4 separate regions of the Mus musculus genome follow, and regions 1, 2 and 4 are each linked to region 3. A link is a contact called in public HiChIP or PLAC-seq and promoter capture Hi-C data. All regions are on one chromosome and are shown on one strand. The core of a region is the stretch at or near the end of the contact, and the rest is flanking DNA. Distances in the headings are between cores, read along the strand shown.

Evidence for each region. Promoter capture Hi-C pulls out the DNA fragments that hold promoters and counts their contacts. HiChIP or PLAC-seq counts read pairs in DNA pulled down with a chosen protein or histone mark.
Region 1: an H3K4me3 HiChIP or PLAC-seq map of embryonic stem cells shows a contact between it and region 3, with 2.8 times the contacts expected there. The contact joins the promoter of Tcf3 here to the promoter of Btbd2 in region 3. A contact is called at or near these places in 4 of 39 promoter capture datasets (hippocampal neurons, liver, neural stem cells and 1 more), 10 of 484 Hi-C or Micro-C datasets (B cells, the P5424 cell line, bone marrow-derived macrophages and 3 more), 11 of 115 datasets of contacts at active chromatin or transcription factors (the SCID.adh cell line, embryonic forebrain, embryonic stem cells and 3 more) and 3 of 9 other capture datasets (adipose tissue, liver and pancreatic islet).
Region 2: a contact with region 3 is called in a promoter capture Hi-C map of embryonic stem cells. The contact joins the promoter of Oaz1 here to the promoter of Btbd2 in region 3. A contact is called at or near these places in 4 of 39 promoter capture datasets (the 3T3-L1 cell line, the SN4741 cell line, embryonic stem cells and 1 more), 1 of 484 Hi-C or Micro-C datasets (muscle stem cells), 2 of 115 datasets of contacts at active chromatin or transcription factors (the SCID.adh cell line and microglia) and 2 of 9 other capture datasets (adipose tissue and liver).
Region 4: a contact with region 3 is called in a FOXA1 HiChIP or PLAC-seq map of pancreatic cancer cells. The contact joins the promoter of Onecut3 here to the promoter of Btbd2 in region 3. A contact is called at or near these places in 1 of 484 Hi-C or Micro-C datasets (nephron progenitors), 3 of 115 datasets of contacts at active chromatin or transcription factors (embryonic stem cells and pancreatic cancer cells) and 3 of 9 other capture datasets (adipose tissue, liver and pancreatic islet).

What each region holds. Positions count from the first base shown.
Region 1 is chr10:80,432,372-80,435,342 of GRCm38.p6, forward strand. It overlaps Tcf3 (transcription factor 3), which reads right to left and starts at 1,264. Exons shown (of 19, transcript NM_001164149.2): 1 at 949-1,264.
Region 2 is chr10:80,825,281-80,828,508 of GRCm38.p6, forward strand. It overlaps Oaz1 (ornithine decarboxylase antizyme 1), which reads left to right and starts at 1,376. Exons shown (of 5, transcript NM_008753.4): 1 at 1,376-1,625; 2 at 2,957-3,102; 3 at 3,181-3,228. The coding sequence starts at 1,480.
Region 3 is chr10:80,654,729-80,657,825 of GRCm38.p6, forward strand. It overlaps Btbd2 (BTB (POZ) domain containing 2), which reads right to left and starts at 1,766. Exons shown (of 9, transcript NM_145361.3): 1 at 1,402-1,766. The coding sequence starts at 1,757.
Region 4 is chr10:80,493,313-80,496,163 of GRCm38.p6, forward strand. Onecut3 (one cut domain, family member 3) reads left to right here and starts at 1,594. Exons shown (of 2, transcript NM_139226.3): 1 at 1,594-2,851. The coding sequence starts at 1,696.

The DNA.
Region 1 (2,971 bases), core at 14-2,513, 220 kb before region 3:
AGCTGTGCCGCGCCCCACATTAACACAGAGCAGATGTTCCCATCTCGGGGTCCCTGTGTCTCCCCTCCTTCTCTGTACCCAGAGATCCCTTTCTTGTAGCAGACAAAAGGACTTGCTCTCTTTCCTCCAAACTCCAGTTTAAATCGGGGGGGGGGCATCCTTAAGTGGCAGGGGGGGTCTTCCAAGATCTCCAGGAGTTGGGGAACCCCAAGTTAACGAGGTGAAGATATTGGGTTCACTCTTCCTTCCAAATTCCAGTTTGGATGGAGATTTGGAGACTTCCCTGGGTGGGGGTGGGTTGGAAAGGGACACCTCCCACAAAATCCCCAAGAATTAGGAACTCTAAATTGTGGAGTGCGATATAATCCTCAGCCTTCCAAACTCCACTAGGATCAAGGGGACACCTCAAGTGAAGAGGTGAAGGTGGGTGATAAGGGGACACCTCCCCTAAGATAACCACGAGTTGTGGAACCACTAGCTAATGGAATGAGGAGGTGGCCCTCTCTCTTCCCTCCAAACTCCAGCTCCGATCAGGAGGACCCCCTCTCTAAGGGCAGATGGAAAGGGAACACCTCCCCTAAGATCCCCACGAGTTGGAGAATTCCTATCTGATGAAGTTGGGTGACCGTCCACAGAGAACCGTCACAAAAGAGGCCTGGGCAAAGTTTGCTCTCAAGTGCGCGCGTCCCCTCCACGTCGCCCCCCTCTCCAGGCGCGCAAAGTTGAAGACAGAGAACAATGCGCCGCCGGGCCCGGGGCCCTGTGCAAGGGGGACGCGTGCACACTCCCCCGGGGGCTCACCCCAGCCCTAGCCTCCCCGCGGACCCGAGAGAGACCCAGAGGCAACTTTTTTTTTCTCATGCACTAAGCAGAGGGGGGGGGTCCCCACCGTGCGCGCGTCCCCGTGAGCCCCACGCGCGCGTCCGGGGCCCCTCCGCGTGCGCTCACCTGCTGGGCGGGGGCATGCACCGGGTGCACCGGGGCTCCCTGCTGCCCACCGCCCTCGGGGACCCCGGGGACAAAAGGGTGGCGGGCGCGTCCCCGAGGGTCGCGCGTGGGCGGCGGGAGCGCGCAGGGCTCGGGGTCGCGCGTCCTTCCTCCTCCCCACTCGCGTTCGCGTCGCCTGGTCTCTCTCGAGCTTCTCTCAGAGCAGGCCCCGCGGGAAGGGACTGTAGCAGAGGCGGCGGCGCGCGGCGGTGGCCCGCGGTGGCCCGCTACGCCCGCAGCCGCCGGCGCTGCCTCATCTTCCTGCGGCGGGAGACATGTTCCGCCCCCCCACCCCGCCCCGCGCCGCCCGCGGAAGCCACGCCCCCAAGTGACCACGCCCACTGTCGCCAAAAGCCACCTCCCCTAAGTCGCTGCAGCCGCGCCCCGACCGGATACACAGATCCCTCCACTACCTCTTGAGGCGATAGTAACATACACCACCTCACAACAGTCACTGCCAGAACACCCACAAAGATTACCATGACACCAAGAATCAACCCGTATCTAATACTAAAGTACTTCCGGCAGAGATAGTCTCTATCAAACCGAGGGAAAGACTTAGGAACTATCTTCCTACGCGGCGGTATACACGCACTGAGCGAAGCGTCCTTGACGCAAGCGGGAAGGACCATTAGATTGAAAGATAAGGACCGCTACAAATAACCAATGGGAAGGTGGAGAGGTTAGATTGGCAGAACTCAAACCATTTATTGCGAAGTATCATCTGCGTTCCCGCCCTACAGCAGAGGCGGGATTCTCAGAGCAAGAGGCCGCGAGAAACTCAACGGGAAGGCGGTGGAAGGGCGGGGTTTGAGATTTTATTTTCGGGTTCTTATGCCCGCCGGCGCCGCCACGTCAAGTGGGTTCTATTTGAGTTTCTAGGATGGGCTCTGGGTGTTATGTGTTCGAGCGGGTATATCAAAGTCGGGATGGGATATCAGATCCTTAATGAGAGGCTAGGAAACGATGGATCATTCTCTCTCTTGCTGAAGGACCTCCACATTGGTCAACTTTTCCGTCTTTTGAAAATAGGTGTTTCGTGGTGCATATAATAAAAAATGCCAGGAGGTGGCGGCACTTTAATCCCAGCACTGGGGAGACAGAGGCAAGCAGATCTCTGTGAGTTCAAGGCCATCCTGGTCTACAGAGTGAGTTCCAGGATAGCCAAGGCTATCCAAGAATCACTGTCTCGAAAGAAAGAAAGAAAGAAAGAAAGAAAGAAAGAAAGAAAGAAAGAAAGAAAGAACAACGAAACAACGAGGGCGGGAGGGGTACTGAGAGGAGAGAGGGTAAACTGAGATTGGGATATAATATATGATAAAATAAATTTAAAAAAGAAAAACACATAATGAGGCCAGGTGTGGTGGCCCATGCCTTTAATCCCAGCTCTTGGGAGGCAGGAGGAGCTCTTTGTTTGAGTTTGAGGCTAGCCGGTTATATAAAGCAAGTTGCAAGCCAGCCAGCTAAGGCTGTCCAGTGAGACCCTGCCTCTCCCTGAGGGTTGTAGAGACAATATGTCCCTCGCGCCTAGCTTCTGCTCAGTCTTCACAGCTCACTGGGGCTCACAGCCCAATGAACACAGCAGAAAGGTGCATGGCACAGTGGGTGTCCAGGTCAGGCAGCAAAGAGGATCCCTAGTGTAGCTGCCTGCTCCCTCTCCCTCACCTTCAGTCAGAGATCAAGGACATGCCCCCAGCATCACACAGGAAGGGCCTGGTGTGAATCGCACCTCTAGGTTCTGACTTTTTGGAGTTGGCAGGGGTAGAGAATTGAGAAAAGGTCTCATGTAGCCCAGGCTGGCCTCCAACTTCCTATGTAGCCAAGGTTGACCCTGAACTCCTGTTGGTATCCCCTACCTCCCAGCTAGTACTAAGATGGTAGCTACCACACCTGGTTATGTGGTGGTGGGAAGAAATGTAGTGCTTCATATATCCTAACTAAGCGATCTACCACCCCAGCTACCGCTCCAGTCCTTTATCCTTGG
Region 2 (3,228 bases), core at 126-2,625, 170 kb after region 3:
CCTGAGTTCAATTTCCAGCAACCACGTGGTGGCTCACAACCATCTATAATGGGATCTCACACCCTCTTCTGGTCTGTGTCTGAAGACCAGAAACAACAACAGTGTACTCATATAAATAAAATAAGTAAATCTTGAGAGAGAGAGAGAGAGAGAGAGAGAGAGAGAGAGAGAGAGAGAGAGAGAGAGAGAGAGAGAGAGAGAGAGAGAGAGAAAGAGCAGGGTGTGGTGCCACAGGCCTTTAATCCCAACACTCAGCTGGCAGAGTCAGGCAGATCTCTGAGTTTGAGGGTAGCTTAGTTTATAGAGTAAGTTCCAGGACATCCAGGGCTACACAGAAAAGCCCTGTCTCAAAAACAAAACATACAAAACAAAACAAAACAACAACAACAAAAAACCCATAAAGAGAAAAAGAATACGAAATTCTTTAAGAATAAATTGTAAGCAGGGCAGTGATGGCGCACGCCTTTGATCCCAGCACTTGGGAGGCAGAGGCAGGCAAACAGAGAAACCCTGTCTCAAAAAACAAAAATCAAAATACAACAACAAAAAAGCGGCGGCGGCGGGGGAGGGGGGGTTGGGATGAAGGAAACCTTCAAGCTGAGTCTATGAGAAAAGTTGTTTAAATTCCAATTTGACATAAAATACTTCTCTAGATTGGGATACTTAACTTTTGACAGATTTTCTTTTAAATAGCAAGTTGCTTTTAAAACAAAGAGTCCCAATCTATTACCCATTATTACAAGGTCATTAGAATAATTTTGCCGCGTGGGGGATGGGCACCAAGCAAACCGCCTAGGTCAGCCTCAGGTACCCTTGACAGTTATGTCCTGACAGTCTTCCCGGAGCGGGGCGTCCCATGAGTGGGACCATAATGGTTAAGATGGAAAGGATGACAGATGACAAAACTGAAGGGCCACAGGTACTAGAGGAGGCGCAGAGTCCTAGCCTTGAGGCCTGGGCTAGATGGGGGTTTACGTCCTGGAGGCGACTACAGAAGCCCCGCCTCCGCCTCACGTCATAAAGCCTCGAGGGCGGGCTTGTCAGAACTCCAACCAATCCTCAAAGGGGCCAATACGTCCGTTTTTCTACATTGACCGATCAGAGCCTTGTAGGGGCGGGACGCGTCTGGCTTTTCTGTCTTCCCTCCCACAGAGTGACGCAAACACGCGGGGCCGGGATTCTCCTATCGCCAACTAATCATCAACGGAAACCTTCTGTCTGTCTTTTTACTCTCGCCAATCAGAAGCCGGAGTAGGTGGGACGCATTTGGTTTTTCCTTGGGCTGCCACTGTGGCCCCACCCCGTTCCTCCGTCGCCTCACACTGCTGCGTTTACGCCTGCGTGTGGGGGCGTGGCCTGCCGTGACGACGCATATAAAAGTGGGCGTCGGCGCCGGCGCCATTTTGCGAACGGCGAGCAGCGGCGGCGGCGCGGGAAGTGCAGCGGAGGTTTTTGCTGGTTTCGGACCCCAGCGGCCGGATGGTGAAATCCTCCCTGCAGCGGATCCTCAACAGCCACTGCTTCGCCAGAGAGAAGGAAGGGGACAAACGCAGCGCCACGCTTCACGCCAGCCGCACCATGCCGCTTCTTAGTCAGCACAGCCGCGGCGGCTGCAGCAGCGAGAGGTGAGAGCCCTGCCCCCGCCGCCGCGAACCTTCCAGAAACAGCGTCCGCGTAGGCCCCAGAGGGCAGCGCAGGACGCGCAGGCCCGGAGCGGGGTCGGCCTCCGGCGCCAGATAAGTCTCGGCAGCGCGAGATCCGCCCCTTTGTGGCGGCCACAATCGCGCAGGGGGCGGGGCGGGGCGGGGCGGGGCCTGTGGAGCGGGTCGCGGACTCGGATTTGGGATTCGAGTGGAATTAGGGAGTCTCAGGTTGAGGAATAGGGTTTGGTTTGATTGGAGGACCGGGAACATTTCGCGAAAATGTAGGATTCGATTTTGGGTTCGAATCGGATTCGGGGGTTGTGAGTTGAGCCTAAGATTTGGGGAGGGATCTGAGAAGAGATTGGAGACTCGAATTTGGGGTCTGCCTCTCGGATATGTGAGCTAGTTCTAATGTCAGGTGGCGAAGTGTTTGTGGTTACCTGTAGGGCGTTTGGGTAATAAATCGTATGCTATGTAGAGGTGGGGCTCGTCCCGGTGTTTGGAGTTCTTTGCAGAATACTGGGATTTTGGGTGCTGTTGGGGAGGAATCCTATTATATTCTTGGGTACATGTTGAGGACTCATTTCTTGGTGGGAGAGTATGGGATCAGATTTGGGGTGTTGAGAAAGAAGCTTGTGTCGGTTTAGGAAGTCACAGGTGGGGAAGCTGGGATGAGGTTTAGGTTGGATTTAGTGATTGCGTGTTGAGGGCTCTAATACTTTGGAGGGATTTGGGTCAGAATTAGGACCTTGGAAGTGGTCAGGCTTGGGGGCTCACAGAGCTATGTTGGAGGACATGGAGGTGGTGTGGTGTGGTGAGTATGATGTGAGGTGACCTTAATCCCTGGTCCACTTGGCAGTTAAAAGTCTGCAGTGGGTGGGATGGAGGGTATCACTTGAAGGGTTCAGAATGGGGACTGGTTTGGGAAGGGCGTCGATATAGGTGGTAGGAACTTTGGATATAGGCTGTGCAGACACCTATAGAGTGGCAGTAGGGAAGAGAGGAGACTTGGGGTTGTCTGACTCTAGAGCATGAGTAGTTAGTGAGGTAGAACTTTGGGGTCACTGGTAGCTGCTGACCAGAGGGTAGGAAGGAGCGAGTGACCTGGTGTGAAGGGAGGATTGGCAGCATGGAGTGGGATGGGCCACAGTGCTGAGATGACACTGCCTGTGAGGCCTGTCTTGCTACAAAAGGGGCAGAGTCACACAGGTGAGGGGCAGTGACTCGGGTTGACTGTTGTCAATGGCTCTTGAGTGGGAAGCCCGGGCACTTAATTATTGCCGCTGCTGCCACCTGAGCATTGTTTCCTGCAGTTCTAGGGTTGCCCTTAATTGCTGTAGTAACCTGGGTCCGGGGCCTCGGTGGTGCTCCTGATGTCCCTCACCCACCCCTGAAGATCCCAGGTGGGCGAGGGAACAGTCAGCGGGATCACAGTCTTTCAGCTAGCATCCTGTACTCCGTGAGTACCTGTGGAGAGCCCGGGGGTGCCTGGCACTGGCAAAGTAAGCTGGCCAACCTGACAACCCTGCTCCCCTAGGACGAGCGGCTGAATGTGACAGAGGAGCCGACGTCTAACGACAAGACC
Region 3 (3,097 bases), core at 516-3,015:
ACCTCAGCCACTTGGAAGCCAAGTCCTCCACTGCCCACCGTACCACCTGTGAAGCCCCCCCCCCCCAACTCTCCACAAGCTGTAAAGGGGCTACAACATCCCCATTCTTCTTGCTCCGGCCCCCACCTGAGTGAGAGACCTCTGAGTCAACACTTCCCCTCACCTCTGCCCCTCCAGCAAGAGACCACTTCTCTCTTTCCCAGAGGGCTACACACACACACCCACGTCCACATTCCCCATTCCTGCCATCAAGCTGGACAAGCTACCCCACATGGTCATAAAGGTCATGTGCCAAGAACCGCACTGGCAGGCGGTACACGCTACCACAGCTTGCACAGAACTCGCAAAAGGCCTCAATCCTTTCTGAGGCTGTGCCAGACCCTTGCCCACTCCCAAAGAGCTCAACTCATCGTGGCCATGGTGAGGTCTGGGGGTGATGGCTCAGACAGGCTGGAAGCCCAGTGCTGGAGGAACAAGAGGCAAGGGTCTCTGATGGGGCCAGTAGGTTAGATGGTGTGAGGTGTGAACATGGGGTAAGAAGGGGATCTAAGGGGTCATGGGTGGGGACGGAGGGGGCCCTAGAACTGGATAAGCTGGAGGAATGTTGGGGTGACTAATGGATTCAGAGAGCAGAGAGGATCCAGGATAGAACGGAGCAGAACCTAAGGATAAAATGAAATGGCCCTAGAACCAGGTTCAAGGCAGGCAGGACCCAACAGAACCTCCAGGTTCCCATGTTTAGGAAGTACACTGTGGGGGAAGGGGGTTGTGGGAACCAGGTTCAGGTGAAGGGGTCAGGAATCCTAAGGTAAGAGCCTGAGGCTCCAGATTCAGGGTCCAGGGGTGGTGAAAGGTCTGGGTGGGGTGTAGAGTCTGAGGTACATGATCCTGGGTGGAATGCAGATTCTTGGGGTGCAGGGTTCTAGGATGCAAGGTCTGGGGTGCAATATCTAGGAATAAAGAATCTGGGTGCAGTCCAGGCTCTTGGGATTAGGGTTGGGATGAAGGGTTCAAGCAGACTGCAAGGTCTGACTGCAGGATTTGGGATGCAGGATCCTGGGATGCAGGGCCTGGATAGGGGTGCAGGTCTGAGGTGCAGTCTTGGGTGGAGTTCAAGGTCTTGAGTGCAGGGTTCTAAGGTGCTGGTTCATGGGGTGCGGGGTCCAGGTGAAGTGCAGGATCCGGGTGGGGGAACAGAATGGGGGGGTGCAGGCTCTGAGTGGACTACGGGGTTTAGAGTGTGCGGGGTCCAGGTGGAGTGCATGGTCTGTGATGAACGGTCCCGGGTAGGGCGCAGGGTTTCAGGGTGCTGGTTCCTGGGGTGCAGGGTCTGGGTGGGGTTCAGGGTCTGGGGATGCAGGGTCTGGGGTTGCAGGGTCCGGGCGCGTCCCGGCGGCCCACCTGTGCGCGGGGACGCGCTGCGAGCTGAGCCCCTTGCCCACCAGGAAGTGCACGTCGCACAGCACCTCGTTGTTGAAGAGGAAGGCGAAGCGCTCCTGCACCGTGGGCTTGGTGGCCTGCCAGTTGTACACGGGCTCGCGCAGCAGCGCGCCTGGGCCCGCGTCGTCGCGCTCGTCGCCCACGGCCTGCGCGTCAGTCCCGGGCCCAGGCGGCGGGGACGGGGGCGGCGGAGGCACCGGGGCGCAGGCAGCGGCGTTGCTGGGGGCGGCGGCCGCGTTAGCACTGGGACCCAGGCTGCCCGCGCCGGCCCCGACCCCCGGCGGGCAAGACGCGCGCCCGCTGCCGCCCGCCGCCATCTTGTCGCTGCGGCGCGGGGGCGGAGCCACGGAGGGCGTGGTCATGGGGCGGGGCGTTTGAGAGGAGGAAGGGAGGGGCGGGGCTAAAGAGAGCCGAGACCTGAGAGGGGCGAGGGGAGGAGACAAAAAGGGAGGAGCCAACGGGAGGACGGGAAGGGGGAAGAAAGGGCAAGGCTAGGGAGGAGGATGGATTGGAAAGGGAAACGGGGAGGGAGAGAGGGAGGGAGGGAGGAGAGGAAGATGGAGAAGCGATTGTGAGCGTAGAGAGGAGGGGAGGGAGGATGGGCGTGGCAGGGCTAGGCCCAGGATTGGTGAGACAAGGAAGAGGAGGGCCCCGAAATGCCAGAGGAGGAAGGAGAAGGGGAAACAGAGGAAAAAGGGACCGAGAGAAATGAGAGGGAGAAATGGATACTGGGACAGAGAGGAGGGCAACAGGAGGGGTTGAATGGGAGGAAAGAGAAGGATGTGGTAACGGGGGAGGAGCAGAGACAGGAGGTAGGGGAGGTAGTCCGGGCCATGGAGGCGCAGGCCATCCCTGGATTCGAGCAAGGGCAGGAGGAGAAGGATGAGGAGAGGCAGGGAAGGCATGGAGAGGTAAAGGACAGACAGAGGAAAGAAGCAGGAAAGACAGCATGGGGAGGGGAGGGGAGGGGAGGGGAGGAGGAGGAGGAGATCACACAGTGGAGGAAAGAGGCCCAGACTTGAGGTGAAGGGGCGTGGTGCATCTGAGCACCCCGGGGCTAGAGGGCGGGGCCACAGGGTCTAGATGGAAGCCGACAGAGGAATAGGGATGGAGGGAAAAAGGAAGAAGGACAGGCCTTTGAAGATGGTGAATGCGGGAAGGTTAGGAGAAACGGAGAGGAACAGAAGGAAGTGAGGATGTTGAGGTCTCAGGCCCTTGATCCCACCCACACAATGCTCCTGAGCCCCTGAACCTAGCCAATCCCGGCTCTGCCTTAGGCTGTAGGACATTAAGAACCCAAACTAGCTGGGCAGTGATGGCGCGCTCCTTTAATCCCAGCACTTTGGAGGCAGAGGCAGGCGAATTTCTGAGCTCTAGGCCAGTCTGGTCTACAGAGTGAGTTCCAGGACAGCCTACACAGAGAAACTCTGTCTCAAAAAAAAAAAAATAATAATAATAATAATAATAATAACCATAATAAAAAGAGCCCAAACTAGACTGTGAACCCAGAAAGGGAAAGAAGTGGAGTGAGGGGTAAGGTACAAAGAGGAGGAGAGGACAGGCCAGGCCTGAGGAAGGAGAGACTGGAGGAGGGGCAGGAATTACTATGTATCTGGGCATGGTGGGCAACACCTGCCATCCTAGCACTGGGAGCCTG
Region 4 (2,851 bases), core at 344-2,843, 160 kb before region 3:
GGGACCTCTGTGTACCCCCCCCCTTAATGGCTCATATACAATGCCACTCACTTTCCTCCAAGATCCTCTTCTCTGGGGGGGGGGGGGCAGCATGAAAGGGGAAAATGAGGAACAGAAAAGGATCTGTGCAGCCCCGGGCATGGACCACCACGCCTGTCACACAGCCAGTGCACTGTGGACATCAGATTCTTGGTTTGCTTTGTTTCCAGCCTGATAGCCCAAGCCATTGGTGGGGGCATCCCTTGAGTGAGCGTCAGAGCCCATGGGTGACTCAAGCTCCAGAACAAATGCCAATAACCCTCCCTGGCAGTGAGCAGGGCAAGGGAGGCAGGGGCTGAGGCTGAGTGAAGACACCCTCCTAACACAAGGTCCCCCCAGAGTCTGGCATGGCCACCCTGGTAATCGGTAATCTCTTCTCCACAAACCCAAGGGGTCTTGTTCCCAGGTGCTTTGTGCCTGTAGGGTGCCATCCATGTACCCCTTCTGTCCCCCTTCACTGTCTGCAGGTGGGAAAGGGAGAGAGAGAGAGAGAGAGAGAGAGAGAGAGAGAGAGAGAGAGAGAGAGAGAGAGAGAGATCCTAGGCTAGCTATCTCAGTCTGAAAAAAAAAAAAAAACCCCAAACCCAAGCTGGTCTAGAGATGACCAGTCTCAGACAAGACATCCTTAGACCCCAGAGATATTGGGGACAGGAAGTAGCCAATTACACGGGACTTAGGAGGAATTTTCCCCTCTCTCTTCCCCCCCTCTCTGTCATCTTTTCCATGTGTAGCCCTGACTGTCCTTGAATCCAGTTCTGTAGACCAGGCTGACCTTGAACTCAGAAATCCACCTGCCTCTGCCTCCCAAGTGCCGAGATTAAAGGCATGTGCCACTACACCGGACCTTGGAGGAATTTATGTTTGCTTTGATGCAAAGACTCACTATAAAGCCCTTGCCTGACTGGAACTTGCTACATAGACCAGGCTAGCCTCCAAATTAACGATCCACCTGCCTCTGTCTTCCCAATCCTGGGCCTAAAAACCACTAAAGTCCCTGTTAAGAAAGATTTCTGCAGGGCAATTACATTGCACAATTGAAGAAACAGAGGCCCAAATGCCCAAATGCCTGCTTTTCCTTGTGCTTGAGGCCAATGTGTGATTGTTCTGGGGACCTACTAATAGCCCCACTTCATCCCAAAAGAGGTTTTGAAATCTTTGTGTGCATACGGGGAAAACAGCCCATCTTTCTGAGAGTGTCAACAGAGTTGGGGGGCGTTTGTAGCCACACTTCAGGAACTGGGGGCGGGTAGGGGCAGAAGGGGGAATGTACAGGACAGAGAATCAAAGACGCTGATATGAGAACACACACACACACTCACTCACACTCACACAGAGCCAGGACTAGCGGTCCCCCACCCCAATCCCTCAGGTTCTTCTCAGGGCAAGGAGAATGGGGAGACCCAAGAAGCCAGCCTGGTGCTCCAAGGGGTTTGGCGGGTGCAGGCGGAGCGATGGGCGGGGGCGCTGACGTCAGACCCGGGCCGGGGCGCCGGCGGCGGCCGCCCCGCCACATCCTGGTGGCCGCTGCTCGCAGCAGCCGAAGCCGAGCGAGAGCACTGAACAAGCGGGACAGTAGCAGCCGCCGCCACCAGGAGCGTCGGCCAGTGCGTGGGGACCATGCTGCGGCCTTGAGCACACACGAAGAGGACACCCAGGATGGAGTTGAGCTTGGAGAGCCTCGGGGGGCTGCACGGGGTGACACACGCGCAAGCCGGCGAGCTGCTGAGCCCGGGCCACGCGCGCTCCGCCGCGGCCCAACACCGAAGCCTAGTGGCATCGGGGCGCCCAGGCCTGGTGGCCGGCATGGCTAGCCTGCTGGACGGTGGTGGCGCCGGGGGCGGGGGCGCCGGGGGCGCGGGGGCTGCAGGGGCCGCGGGTGGTGGCCCTGACTTCCGTGGGGAGCTGGCTGGCCCCCTGCACCCGGCCATGGGTATGGCGTGCGAGGCCCCAGGTTTGGGTGGCACCTACACCACGCTCACGCCCTTGCAGCACCTGCCGCCGCTGGCCGCCGTGGCCGATAAGTTCCACCAGCACGCGGTGGCTGGGGCGCACGGAGGCCATCCACACGCTCACCCTCACCCGGCCACCGCGCCGCCACCGCCCCCTCCGCAGCGCCTGGCGGCCAGCGTGAGCGGCAGCTTCACCCTCATGCGCGACGAGCGGGCGGCGCTGGCCTCGGTGGGCCACCTCTACGGGCCTTATGGCAAGGAGCTGCCCACCATGGGGTCGCCACTGTCGCCGCTGCCCAGCGCGCTGCCCCCCGCTCTGCACAGCGCCCCGCAGCCGCCGCCGCCGCCACCGCTCGCCGCTTACGGGGCTCCGGGCCACCTGGCCGGGGACAAACTACTGCCACCTGCCGCCTTCGAGCCACACGCGGCGCTTCTGGGGCGCGCAGAGGACGCGCTGGCCCGAGGGCTGCCTGGAGGCGGCGGCGGCGCGGGAGGCGGCGGGGCGGCCGGCGGGGCGGCCGCGGGTTTGCTGGCTCCGCTGGGCGGGCTGGCTGCGGCCGGGGCGCACGGGCCTCACTCAGGCGGCGGTGGCCCCGGAGGGGGCGGTGGCGCTGGCGGCGGCAGCGGCGGCCCGGGAGCCGGCGCTGCAGCCGAAGAGATCAACACCAAAGAGGTGGCCCAGCGCATCACCGCCGAGCTGAAGCGCTACAGCATCCCGCAGGCCATCTTCGCGCAGCGCATCCTGTGCCGCTCGCAGGGCACGCTCTCCGACCTGCTGCGCAACCCGAAGCCCTGGAGCAAGCTCAAATCCGGCCGCGAGACCTTCCGCAGGATGTGGAAGTGGCTGCAGGAGCCGGAGTTCC